Linked DNA regions of Mus musculus: all the other regions are linked to region 1. Evidence: chromatin contacts called from public Hi-C and HiChIP or PLAC-seq data. All regions are on one chromosome and are shown on one strand. Each heading gives the region's core, a stretch centred on a gene start, on an enhancer-like site or on the middle of the called end of the contact. The rest is flanking DNA. Distances are from core to core; before and after follow the strand shown. Region 1 holds the start of Efnb2 (ephrin B2). Region 2 has its middle 120 kb from the start of Gm24288. Region 3 has its middle 380 kb from the start of Gm24288. Region 4 has its middle 350 kb from the start of Gm24288.

What was found. Hi-C and Micro-C count contacts between places; a contact is called where the count stands out from the background. HiChIP or PLAC-seq counts read pairs in DNA pulled down with a chosen protein or histone mark.
Region 2: an H3K4me3 HiChIP or PLAC-seq map of neural tube shows a contact between it and region 1, with 34 times the contacts expected there. The contact joins the enhancer-like site here to the promoter of Efnb2 in region 1. A contact is called at or near these places in 9 of 39 promoter capture datasets (the 3T3-L1 cell line, 3T3-L1-derived adipocytes, cranial neural crest and 5 more), 3 of 484 Hi-C or Micro-C datasets (3T3-L1-derived adipocytes, adipose-derived mesenchymal stem cells and embryonic fibroblasts) and 7 of 115 datasets of contacts at active chromatin or transcription factors (astrocytes, embryonic forebrain, embryonic hindbrain and 4 more).
Region 3: an H3K27ac HiChIP or PLAC-seq map of embryonic brain shows a contact between it and region 1, with 20 times the contacts expected there. The contact joins the enhancer-like site here to the promoter of Efnb2 in region 1. A contact is called at or near these places in 5 of 39 promoter capture datasets (cranial neural crest, frontonasal cranial neural crest, maxillary cranial neural crest and 2 more), 5 of 115 datasets of contacts at active chromatin or transcription factors (embryonic brain, embryonic forebrain, embryonic limb bud and 1 more) and 1 of 9 other capture datasets (embryonic stem cells).
Region 4: a Hi-C map of embryonic fibroblasts shows a contact between it and region 1, with 15 times the contacts expected there. The contact joins the enhancer-like site here to the promoter of Efnb2 in region 1. A contact is called at or near these places in 17 of 39 promoter capture datasets (the 3T3-L1 cell line, 3T3-L1-derived adipocytes, the HPC-7 cell line and 10 more), 3 of 15 datasets of contacts at CTCF or cohesin (the NIH/3T3 cell line, large pre-B cells and stem cell-derived epiblast-like cells), 126 of 484 Hi-C or Micro-C datasets (the 3T3-L1 cell line, 3T3-L1-derived adipocytes, the AML12 cell line and 74 more), 27 of 115 datasets of contacts at active chromatin or transcription factors (the NIH/3T3 cell line, PVALB interneurons, VIP interneurons and 21 more) and 4 of 9 other capture datasets (adipose tissue, embryonic stem cells, liver and 1 more).

What each region holds. Positions count from the first base shown.
Region 1 is chr8:8,659,795-8,662,494 of GRCm38.p6, reverse strand. Efnb2 (ephrin B2) reads left to right here and starts at 1,253. Exons shown (of 5, transcript NM_010111.6): 1 at 1,253-2,011. The coding sequence starts at 1,881.
Region 2 is chr8:6,338,905-6,341,604 of GRCm38.p6, reverse strand. No RefSeq gene overlaps it. Among named protein-coding and RNA genes, the nearest start is that of Gm24288, 120 kb to the right of the region's middle. Within about 2 kb of position 1,319, at least 7 of the 459 cell types and tissues checked have an H3K27ac peak or open chromatin away from gene starts, as enhancers often do. A contact at or near this core is called in neural tube and second pharyngeal arch cranial neural crest, where this site is marked.
Region 3 is chr8:6,605,760-6,608,459 of GRCm38.p6, reverse strand. No RefSeq gene overlaps it. Among named protein-coding and RNA genes, the nearest start is that of Gm24288, 380 kb to the right of the region's middle. Within about 2 kb of position 1,434, at least 29 of the 459 cell types and tissues checked have an H3K27ac peak or open chromatin away from gene starts, as enhancers often do. A contact at or near this core is called in embryonic brain and embryonic forebrain, where this site is marked.
Region 4 is chr8:6,573,435-6,576,134 of GRCm38.p6, reverse strand. No RefSeq gene overlaps it. Among named protein-coding and RNA genes, the nearest start is that of Gm24288, 350 kb to the right of the region's middle. Within about 2 kb of position 1,419, at least 7 of the 459 cell types and tissues checked have an H3K27ac peak or open chromatin away from gene starts, as enhancers often do. A contact at or near this core is called in the C2C12 cell line, embryonic fibroblasts and tail fibroblasts, where this site is marked.

The sequences.
Region 1 (2,700 bases), core at 4-2,503:
GGTGTGTTCAATACATTGTGTTTTGGTCTTAAACGAGTTTTTCCAAACCAATTCGTAGTTGCAGTATACACTAACTTACATTAAGGTTTTTGAAAGTCAACACTTTTTAAAGCTCGAAATTTGTTTTAAAGAAGGATGAAGGGGGCGGGGGGGGTGTTGGGAGTAGTTAGTAACTAAATCATGGGGCTTGTTTTTAAAGATATCGGTGTGGAAACTGCTTAGTTCCATTTGAAGAAGTTCTGGTATTGATGGACAGCATTGTAAGAAGAGACGTGGTTAATTTTTGCTGGGCCATGGGCTGTACATGGGACTGTGCCTTCCACCTACTTTGTTCTCTCTGATAACGGGCATCTTAAGCAAGTGGTTTTCGACTTGGGAATATCTGGATCCTTAAGATTTGATCCTGTAACCGGTAGGCTTGTTCTGAAGTACGGAGAGGCAAAAGTGGGCGCTAGTGGGCGCTGTGGATCCGTAGAAGTCACAGCCGTGGTTCAGTTTTTCAAAATCGGTCTTGGGCAAGCAACCGAGTATCACAACTGCCACTTCTCTGACTGATAGTTGTCCGGGTCACACCTAACTTCCTGGCCACTGTGGGGTCGCGGGGTGTCCCGGGAGCTAGTGAAGAAAAGTCCTCCCAGACGTTGGTAGTGGAGCTTTGGAGGCGCTGTTCTTGCGGGGAGAGGACCGGAAAGGGAGCGGGCGCACGGAGTTGGGTCTCGGGGTCGGGAAGGGCGGCAGACTGGCTCGCACTGCCGGTGGGCTGCTAAGGCTCTCAGCCTCGTGAGAGTCTGATTTGAGTTGCGTCGGACCGGGCCGGAACACTTGGTGCCAGAATCAAGTTAGAAGGCCCTCAGTTAATGGCTCAGAGGGATCCGCCAAGTACCAGGGCGCCATACGCGCGAGGGGCGGCAGGGAGCGAGCGCCACAAGGCGGAACGCTGCGTCCACCACGTCTCGCCCTATCCTAGCGAGGGCACTCGCCAGCACAGGCACTTGCCGGGCGAGGTGACCCTGCTGGTGCGAGTGGCTAAGAGGCGACCAACCCTGTGCCCGGCGCCCAGCGGGGCTCGTCCTGGGGGCGGGGCTCACCTGTCAGGGGCGCCCTACCTCTGGGTGCCCAGTGTCGGGTAGGGGGCGGCAGACTGACGGGAATGCTGCCCAATCAGCGCGCGCTCGCGGCGCGGCGAGCCAATGGGCTGCGTTTGACTGGGCGGGGCCCCGCGTTTATAGTGCTCTGACAGCGCGCCCGGCGCGCTGACTCTCCGCGGCGGGGACAGAGGCACCGGTCGGATCGCGGAGCTGCGCGCAGAGCGGGTCCTGGCGCCCTCCCCGCACACAAAGGCCCGCGCGCGTCAGACGCCTGCGGGGGTTCCAGTGCTCTCCTGACTGCTTAGTGGCCGCGAGTTGCGAGGATTCAGGAGGCGCCCTTTATCTCTGCGCTCCAGGACATGGAACCGCGCCGACGCGGCGCTCGCTTGCCCGGGCCACTGCCCGCTGTCCTGGATCTATAGTCAGGCGGCCCCTCTCGGGGAGCAGCACCCGCCGCCTCACACCGACTCGTCTCTCCGCTGCGGGCCTTTGTCCCGGCCCAGTGCCCTCGCCGCGCCCGCCCTCCGCGGCTGGCCCGGCACCCTGGAGCCGCACGGGAGCCGACTGTCCCAGCTGCGTCCGGCGCAGCGCCCCGGAGCCCCGAGTCCGCCGAGCCGCCGCGCCCCGCGCGTTCGACCCCACCCCGCGCGCTGAGGGACGCGCAGGGTGAGCGCACCTGGCCTCGGCGACCGCGGGAGCGGCGCGGCGTGTCCGCCCCGGAGGATTGGGGGTCGCTGCCCGCGGCCGGTCCCAACGCGTCCCGGAGTGCGCAGAACTGGGAGCGGCTTGGGCATGGCCATGGCCCGGTCCAGGAGGGACTCTGTGTGGAAGTACTGTTGGGGACTTTTGATGGTTTTGTGCAGAACTGCGATCTCCAGATCGATAGTTTTAGAGCCTATCTACTGGAATTCCTCGAACTCCAAGTAAGTGGTGTCCACGAGCCTTCTCTCTTCCGCGGTGCCCTCGGCCGGCGCCCGGGGTACGCTGTATGGTCCGGGCGGGAGGAGGCCTTGGACCCTGTTTCTAGAACCTGGGGCTCCTGTCCCCTATCCCCCACCCTTCCACATTTCTCTAGGTGGGGACCGGTTGATCTTGAGAGCGCGGGTTCCAAGGGTACTCTAATTAGGCTCCAACCTCAAGTGCTCTAGGAGTCCCAAAGCCCTGGCGACTTGGTGGCATGCCCGGTAAGGTGTCTGATGGCGCTACCCGGCCTCCTTTCTTTTTCGAGGACGGAGGACGTTGCCACTAACGGGGCTACAGACACACATTGGCGGGCTCCGAGAGATGCTGCGCTTGCGAGGAGCGCGGGAGCCACGGGCCGGGGCCCAGCGAGAAGGCGACAAGAACTGAGAGTCTGGGGTGGTGGAGCGTCCCTTAGAGGAAGGGAGCTGGGCCCGGGGCGTCCCTGAGCCGGGATACCTCGGCGCCTTCTTGCTAGCCCGAATGTGCGCGGGGAGCTCGATGGCTCAGCCAGAGAGCTCAGGCGGCGAGCTCTCTGCATGTCGGCCTCTCCCTTCGCGTCGGAACTGGTGGTCTAGGTCCAGTGCGGCGCGGTCCACTTAGGTGGCTTAATTTTAACGACGCCTTCAGGGCCCTACCCAGTCAACGCTGC
Region 2 (2,700 bases), core at 70-2,569, 2.3 Mb after region 1:
TGGCCCCTCTCAGCAACCCTCCATCAACCACTCTCATGCACCATGCTAAAGAACTGGTAGCCTATTTTACTTTGGTTATTATTGTTGCTGTTGTTGTCGTCATTGTTGTTGTTATATACATTTTTATTAGTAAAGTTTGGTATATGCTTTAAGGCTGATCATTTCGCAATGGACAAGCAGTGAATGGCTTATTCCGGGAGAGGCTGGTTTTTCTTATCCCCTGCGTCTAACACCAAGAAAATTTCTCTCTTGCATGTTAACATGTCCATTGATAAAGCCATTGTTCCAGTCTAATAAATGCAGCTAATTCCAGGAAACTGCACAGAAGACCTGGTATTTTGATAATCTTTCCAGCCCCTTTCCAACAACCTTCTCTGAGCCATAGAAGCAAGAGCTATGATGTGAATCCACTGTGGCTAGGATTCCACAATATGCTGATCTCTCCTTTCAAACATTTCTAAAGCAGTTTATCTGTTTGAAATCATGATTGTTGTTTCCCTTTTAATCACGTCTTTATTAATTGTAAGAAGTCCCCAGTCCAGAACATTTCTCGGACAAATTCAGCCTTAGCTTTATCTTCCCTGACCTATTGGACCCAGGAACAAGTGCCCTGTTCTCTGCATGGAAGAGCCTCAGTCAGATTTGATATTACCCTTCTTATTCCCTTTTATAAGATTAATGTCTGTGATAAATTAGTATGAGTTTTTTGAATCCTGAAAGATTTATATAACAACTACCACCACCAATAACATAGGTATAGAAATCAGTTCAAATATAAATAATTCTGATGGGAAGACAGTGAGGTGCTTTATCTAGATGAAGAGTCTTCTTATCCATTCAGTACAATCTAAAAGCCATTAGCCTTCACCTCTCATACGCTAGCCCTGTGGTTTGGCATAGGGCCATAAGGAGTAAACCAGAAACACATGTGATAATGAGGAATCTATTGATGTGTTTCCCCTCTGTGTAGCAGTACAGACAACAGAATGTTGAAGAAAGCATCTTCTCCTGTGGTTATTTCAATTGAATAAGCATAATTTTAGCATGAAGCCATTATAGAAATGCTTTGGTTCTGGGAAGCTGTGTATTAGAAATATGATGAGCGTGTTGGAAGATGTTCAGCACTGAACATCAGGAGTAATTAAGGGAATGGAGAGATTGATTTATGAGAAAAGCTTAAAGGAGCTCAATCTGTTTAGCTTGGCTAACAGACAACGAAGTAGGGGACATGGTAATTGTTTACAAGTACTTACAGGATGTAAATATCAAGGCTGAGGGAGAAGTGCCCAGGCTGACATCAGAAAGCTTGAACCACTCCCAGTTAATAAAGAGGAAATTGATGTTGACAGCCATCCAGTGTTCAGTGAGAGATGAGGCCTTTAGGCAGAAACTGCCTCTCAGGAAAAAGGGAAAAAATAAAATCTGGGATATTTAAATGTGAAATGACATTTTTTTTCAACTATTGCAGTTTTGCATTCCTTATCAACTTTATTCAGTGATTATTTAAATTGCACCATCGTCTGTGCTAATGTGAATTTCTACATGGTTCAGATGAACCACAATATTCTTGAAAGGTATTACATAAAGTTTTGTAAACACGTATGATATGTGATTTTATGCTCAAGATAACTTTAAAATGTCCAACTTACATGTTTTATCTACTCTTAGAAATGCTTTATTAGCAATAATTCTATACTCATGCATTACAAAATATGAATATATTATTATCATGTTTTTTCACTCACTTTACTTTTTAAAAAGGCCATCAAAATTATCTTTAATTCCAGCAATATAGGAGCAACCATCTTTGATTCATGCACAGATGAGGAAAATTTTATGTACTTGCTTTTTTATTGTAATCATACTAAAACATAGAAAAAATCATATTTGTTGAATTTTGAAACCAGTTCTCCTGTAGCCCAGGGAGGACAGTCTTCTACTTGGTGTGCATCTAAGGCTGACTCTGAATTCACTGTCCTCCTGCTTCTGCCTCTCAAGTTGTGACATTAATTACATGTGTCACCAAAAGTAGATAAACATTTCATGTGTGGTTTTACTTATGTTTTTCTGTAACACCTGAGATTAAGCCTGGGCCTCAGACCTGCCATGGTTGGAAAAAACATGAAGAAACTTTTTAAGCAGGAGCGAAGTATCTTGAAACCCTCTCTTTAAACAAATAATCATAATTAAAAGATAATAATTCAAATATTTCTTACAACTAAACTACACCAATTAAAAATCAGTATGTAATCTTAGGTGTTAATTGAAATTTATAATAATATTAATATAGACATGCTCCTTAAATTAATTAAAAAATTGAGGCAACTTACATGAATTTAAAATTACTTTATCTAAAAACATAGAAACATGATAGTTAATTAACTCATAAATAGGTTACAAAACAGGTTTGTGAATTAGAAAATATATATTCCTAAACTAAAGTAAGTAAAATTGATTTAGCACTCTAGCAACTTTAGTGTACCTTATATATATATGTGTGTGTGTGTGTGTGTGTGTGTGTGTATGAATTTATTTTTCTGCTTCCACCAAATATAAATACCAATTGTATCATTTTTATATTATTTGCATTTTAAATCCGCATTGCATACTTAAAAATATTTAAGTTATATCTTAACTCTGTCACCCTTTAAAATTATGCTTTTTTAAATTTACATTTGACTATCAGGAATATTTAATTTA
Region 3 (2,700 bases), core at 185-2,684, 2.1 Mb after region 1:
TGGCCTTTCATTGAGTATACCAACCACATTGCAGGACAGGTCCTGTACTTAAGGAGTAGTTGGCCAACAAAATGTGTGTGTGTTTTTTGTTTGGAGTAGTTTTAATTATCTTTGGCATATTTTGGGGGGATCTTGTTGAACTTTTGTTGTTTTAATTTTCATGTTTTCTTTTTCTTTTTATGGTTGGTTGAGTAGGTAGATGGAGGAGTATCTGGTACTGACTCAGGGAAGGTAAAACGTGATCAAACTATATTGTATGAAAAATAAATATAAATCATGTGTCCATAAAGATATGTTCATCTGTTTTGAATAAGTAAATCAACAAAACGGGCTGAATGTTCCCTACGTTTTGAAAAGAGCACTTTCTGACACTGCAATTTGGAAGGCTGCTTTATCTGTTCTTATGAATAAACGTATGCATTTGAAAAACATTCTCAAGTGTGAGAAACCGAGATAAGAAGTGTATATAGGGTAATTTTTAGATGTGAATTGTAGGTTATGGGTGCAGACTCCCTGTATCACGACTGACAGGAAAATATTTAGAGACAAGATTGATTGAAGCTGAAATATGGAAGGGCACAGTAAGTTATAAGAAGGGGTTGCATTTTGATTTATTGTTAGTTCAGACTCCACATAGTTCGCAAAAGTGGCAATCAGAAAAGTATGAGGTAGGATCATTGAACGTATAGAATTTATTTAAAATGCAAAAGGTAAAAAAGAAAAGAAAATAGAAAGAGAAAAAAGAAAAGAAAGACCTGGGGAAACTATGACTTGTACTATCCATTCCTCAACACTTAGAATTAATTCCTTTGGGAAAGAAATATTCTGAGATTCAATGCCATCTAGGAGTGAAAGGTGAAAGTTTTAATTAACTGCCTTAGAGCTTATCCTTGCAAGATGGAGGTATTTAGCTCAAGTGGTGCGAAGAGCTCTTAAATTATTCTGGCAATTGAGTTTTCATCCTTTTTGTTCCATATTGTAAAATCCACTAATGGCTAAACACACCCACGAACTTGGACTTTCTACTCTCTGAACAGCAGGGGAATAGATCTGCCGCTGATGCAATGCTCCCTGCCGTGTGGACAGAATCTTCACACTTCCTGAGACTCATGCATATGCTAACAAGGAGAGTGTGAATTAATCAGAATGACTACCCTCACCGAGGCCAAGCTCTTTCAGCTCTTAGAAAGAAGGAGGCCCAGAGAAGGATTAAGAAAATTAAAAGGTAAAATGAAAGAGAGTAAGACAAATCAATTGTGAACGTTTCCCCTCATCAAATGAGGGCAAAAGCTAATGCAATGATCCACAAGCATCTACAGCAGATTACTTTAGAAAAGGAGGAAATATGAGATAACAACAGCAGATGGGGGAGGGGCGTAGTTAGCTCCTCTCCTTCCAATTCAGACAGCAGCCTCTAAAAATGGGAAAGCCACAACAGGAAGTTGAATAGCAAGAACTCTCCAGGCAGGTTTCAAGAGCAAACACGGGTTACTCGGCTTACTCGCTGACTGTGTGCAACCCACTTTCTGTGCTTTGGGATTCATGTCTTAATAAGCAATGATTGGTTTGAGAAAAGCACAGTATTAGGATTTTTTTCCCTTATTATAAGTGACAGATGTCCTAAAAATTACATGGACTCTGGACTGAGACTCTAATATCTTCAGTACATTTATGAAGTCTAATGCATATACTTCCCTAAGCAGTTGCTCCTCAATGTTTCTTTAAGAGACTGGCAAATTATTAATGGAGAATCCAAGGTCCTAAGATGGGTGTAGCAAATCAAAATCTATAGGTTAACATAATGTCTGATAACTTAAATATGTTCCAAGTTTGAGAGGTGCTTTTGTAGTGGGTCACATATATGGCCTTGTTTGCAATGCTCAGTGTCCATGCATAAGACTTTATCAAATATTTTAAATGAATAAAATTTTCTGCTTTTGAACTCTGCTCATACACAACCATTAAATGCATTCCTTTGTAAGTCAAGACTTTCTGAACCAACCAACCAACTAAACAAACAAATAAAAAAGAATTTCTTAAAAAGATCAGCTAGATATACAATGGATGAAGGCTCTTGCTGTCTACCTTGAATCTCAGTTTTTCAGAATGTACATATGGTAGGTAGATAACCAACTTCTTCAAGTTATTCTCTTACCTACATATACACATACAATAGATAAAGTAAAATATAAATACAATGAAGTAAAAGAAAAAAACTTTCTTGAGGACTTTCTACATAACAATTACATACATAGAATGTACATATTGTAGAATTACATAGAATTACAATTGTAGAATATGCTAGATCCCTCCCTTAGCTTAACAAGCTGATAAACCAGGTTAATTGAAGAGCATGCTGAACCCAGACAGGACATCACTCTAGTTCCACTCCACGGCCTTTCATGCCCTTTGCCTCTTTTCATTGTTCTTACTCTTGTAAAAGAACACACTCGATGGAGAAATGACATCACTGCACCATAATCAAAGAGTTTTAACCAGAAAATAAACAACCCTATCCATTGAGAGCAGCAATTGGACCTTGGACAGTAATGTGACATTGTTCAGTTTGTCTACTTTCTGCATTAAATAATTCTTCATGCTACATAACAGCTGTTTAATTTCTTTCTGAATACATTCTTCAGTTTTTCAGCTAATTTAATTCTGTAACATGAAGAGTGAGTCATTCTATAAAGGGGATGG
Region 4 (2,700 bases), core at 170-2,669, 2.1 Mb after region 1:
TATCTTGTGTTCTGGTTTCTTTTGTGGTGGGAAAAAAAATCTAACTGTCTGAATATGGGGATTAAATACTCTTAAGACTTGGAGGTCAATGTGTTTAAACTGAAAGTAGGGAAATAAAAGTATACCTCTTAATGTAGACTTAAATATGTTCATGTGACTTAAAAAATTTAGGGAGGGTGGCATTTAAATGTGTGTGTGTGTGTGTGTGTGTGTGTGTGTGTGTATGTAATAAAAACTTAGAAGTGGAATGAAGTATTGATATAGCTTATTTGTCTAAAAGGATTATTAATAAAACTGATTTATACAAATGATTTTTTAAACTCAGTGTTTTCATATTAATAATAACTGGGGAAAGTCACCATCAGAACTGAAGTGTTGCTTCATGTCCTACTTTTGAAGTGAATACTTTTTTGGTTTCATTTTGCCTATTATTATATTTATGTGCAGTGTTAATTGAGCTGTTCAGGATATTTTTAAATCATAAGTAAACAGGAATCTAATGTACTGGGCAGGCAGGGAGCTCACATGGGGCGACCTACTGTATCTTCTTGGAGTAATTTTTAAGTTAGGAAACTGCTGCTCATAGAAATGCTTGTGCTTTGGAGTCTCTGCCAGCATGCATAGGACACTGACGAGAAAACAGGGAAGTCTCCTTTTAATTTGCTCCATGGTAATGGGGGTCCCAGTTTGAACCTCAGGAAAATCAAATAGGGTAAGAAACGGTGTCCAGTAGACAAAGGGAGTGCAGCCAGGCTGCTGTACATGGATTCCTAAGTTATTTCCTTGTCAGTCTAGAGAGTGTCAGGAATGCCCAGGCAGCATTTGGCAGACTGCAACAAAACACCGCAGAACAAAGATGTGACATGAAGTTTGGTCTATTTTATTTTATTTTTCCTGAGGAACATTCTGCTTTGTTCCCATTATCTAATAATCAAATTATTTACTTCATAGAGGTGGGGCATGGATTATTACGTTTTCTTCGGAAAGTACAGTGCAGTTATTACCCTAAAATTTTCTCAAAGTAGAATAAGAAGCAGTAGAAAATAATTTGTTAATCCTCAGACATCTGAAACACTCGAAGCTCTTCCTATGATTCTCCGAAAAGCAGAAATGTCAGCAAATTAAAAGGAAAGATATTTGAGACACACAAACACACATATATACTAAAGGGAATTTCCAGTCTGCTGGCAGTTTGTCTTTCACAGCTCAAGTGTTTGGAAGCCAGAATATATAATATTAGGAAAATTTCACAAGAACTCGGGTGCCCCTTCTAAATTGGAATATATAACCAAGAAAGAATCAAATAAAAGAAAACTTCAAAATGTAAATTTATGGGTGATCTCTGCCTTTCCACTGTGGGCCACAGCTCTTGCTAACACAATGCGTTCCTGAAGTCTCAGTGATGATTTGAGTGTTCAGAGGACCCATGGCCCTGAACTGTGGCATGTAAGGAATTGAAAGAGGTTAAGTTCCTTTGTGGAAGACTCGGTTGCTTTCCCAGTTTTCCAGATGTCTGGAACCTTTCTCTTTCTTCTGCCTTGTTCTTAAGTTTCTGTAACAACACCATATTTTCTTTCTATTATGAAACAAAGTTTCCACAAATGTGCTAAAGCAACCTGCACGCCATAGATTGTAGTGCCATGAGTCAGAAGTCTCTGCTTGCTTAGTTGACCTAAGGTCTCAGGAAGTTGAATTCAAGGTTTAGCTAGAGAGAGCTCACCAGAGCTCTATGTATCCTTCCAAGTATAGCCCCCTATGGAGAAGCTCCTTTTCCCGAGTCTAAAACCTGCTAATTCATCTAGGAACTAAGGTAAGAAGCAGGTCCTTACTGTCAAATCAACTTTTGGGTTGGTTCAATCAGCCTGAGAAAACACTGCTTCCCAGGAGCACCTTGACCTGGCTTTGCTTACTCAAGGACTCTACATCATAGGTGCCTTCTTGGTATTTTAACTTCATCTGCATTCATTATCCAGATACTAAGGTTATCTATAGAGTTTTGCATATAACAGAGAGTTAGAGCTTCCTCCAAGCAACAGTCAACTTACCCCTCACACATACTTGTAATTTCCCCTACCTATTAGGTTGCTCTAGTCCCCTGTAAAACAAAATCTTTTTTCTCTCTCTTTTTGATCCTAAAACCATATGCATAATTTTGGTTTTGCTGTGCTAACGTTTTAAGGTAAGAAATAAAGACAGTACATCAGTAAATGAATAAAATTCTAACAGGTAGTCCTTGGACTTTTAGTGTACAAACAATACTTCAAGGAAACACATTCAGATATTTGTCTTGATGTAATGCAGTTTCTCTTGGCACATTCTCCAAACCTCCATTCTCTTCTTTCATACAACCTCTTGAAGTCCAGGTCATCTAAAATAACTTGGGTTTAGATAACATCATCTTTCATATCCTTGTGGATTTTAGTGATCTTTCCCCAACAGCAGCTGCAGCGATGAGTCAGGAGGGTGTAACAAAATGTCTAGTTTTCTCCTTCCTCGTTACTTTTCTAATATTTTCTGTAGGCTTTCTATTTCTATGGGTCCTTGTGAGAGGTTATTTGGAGAGGCCACCAGTGTTGGAATGAGCATGACAGTGGGAAACGTTAAACCAGAACCTTCATCTTCCCTTCAGTTTTCATTCCCTTTACAGACCCCCACTATTTCTATTTGATAAAACTGAGTTAGAACATGAAGAAGGAACTA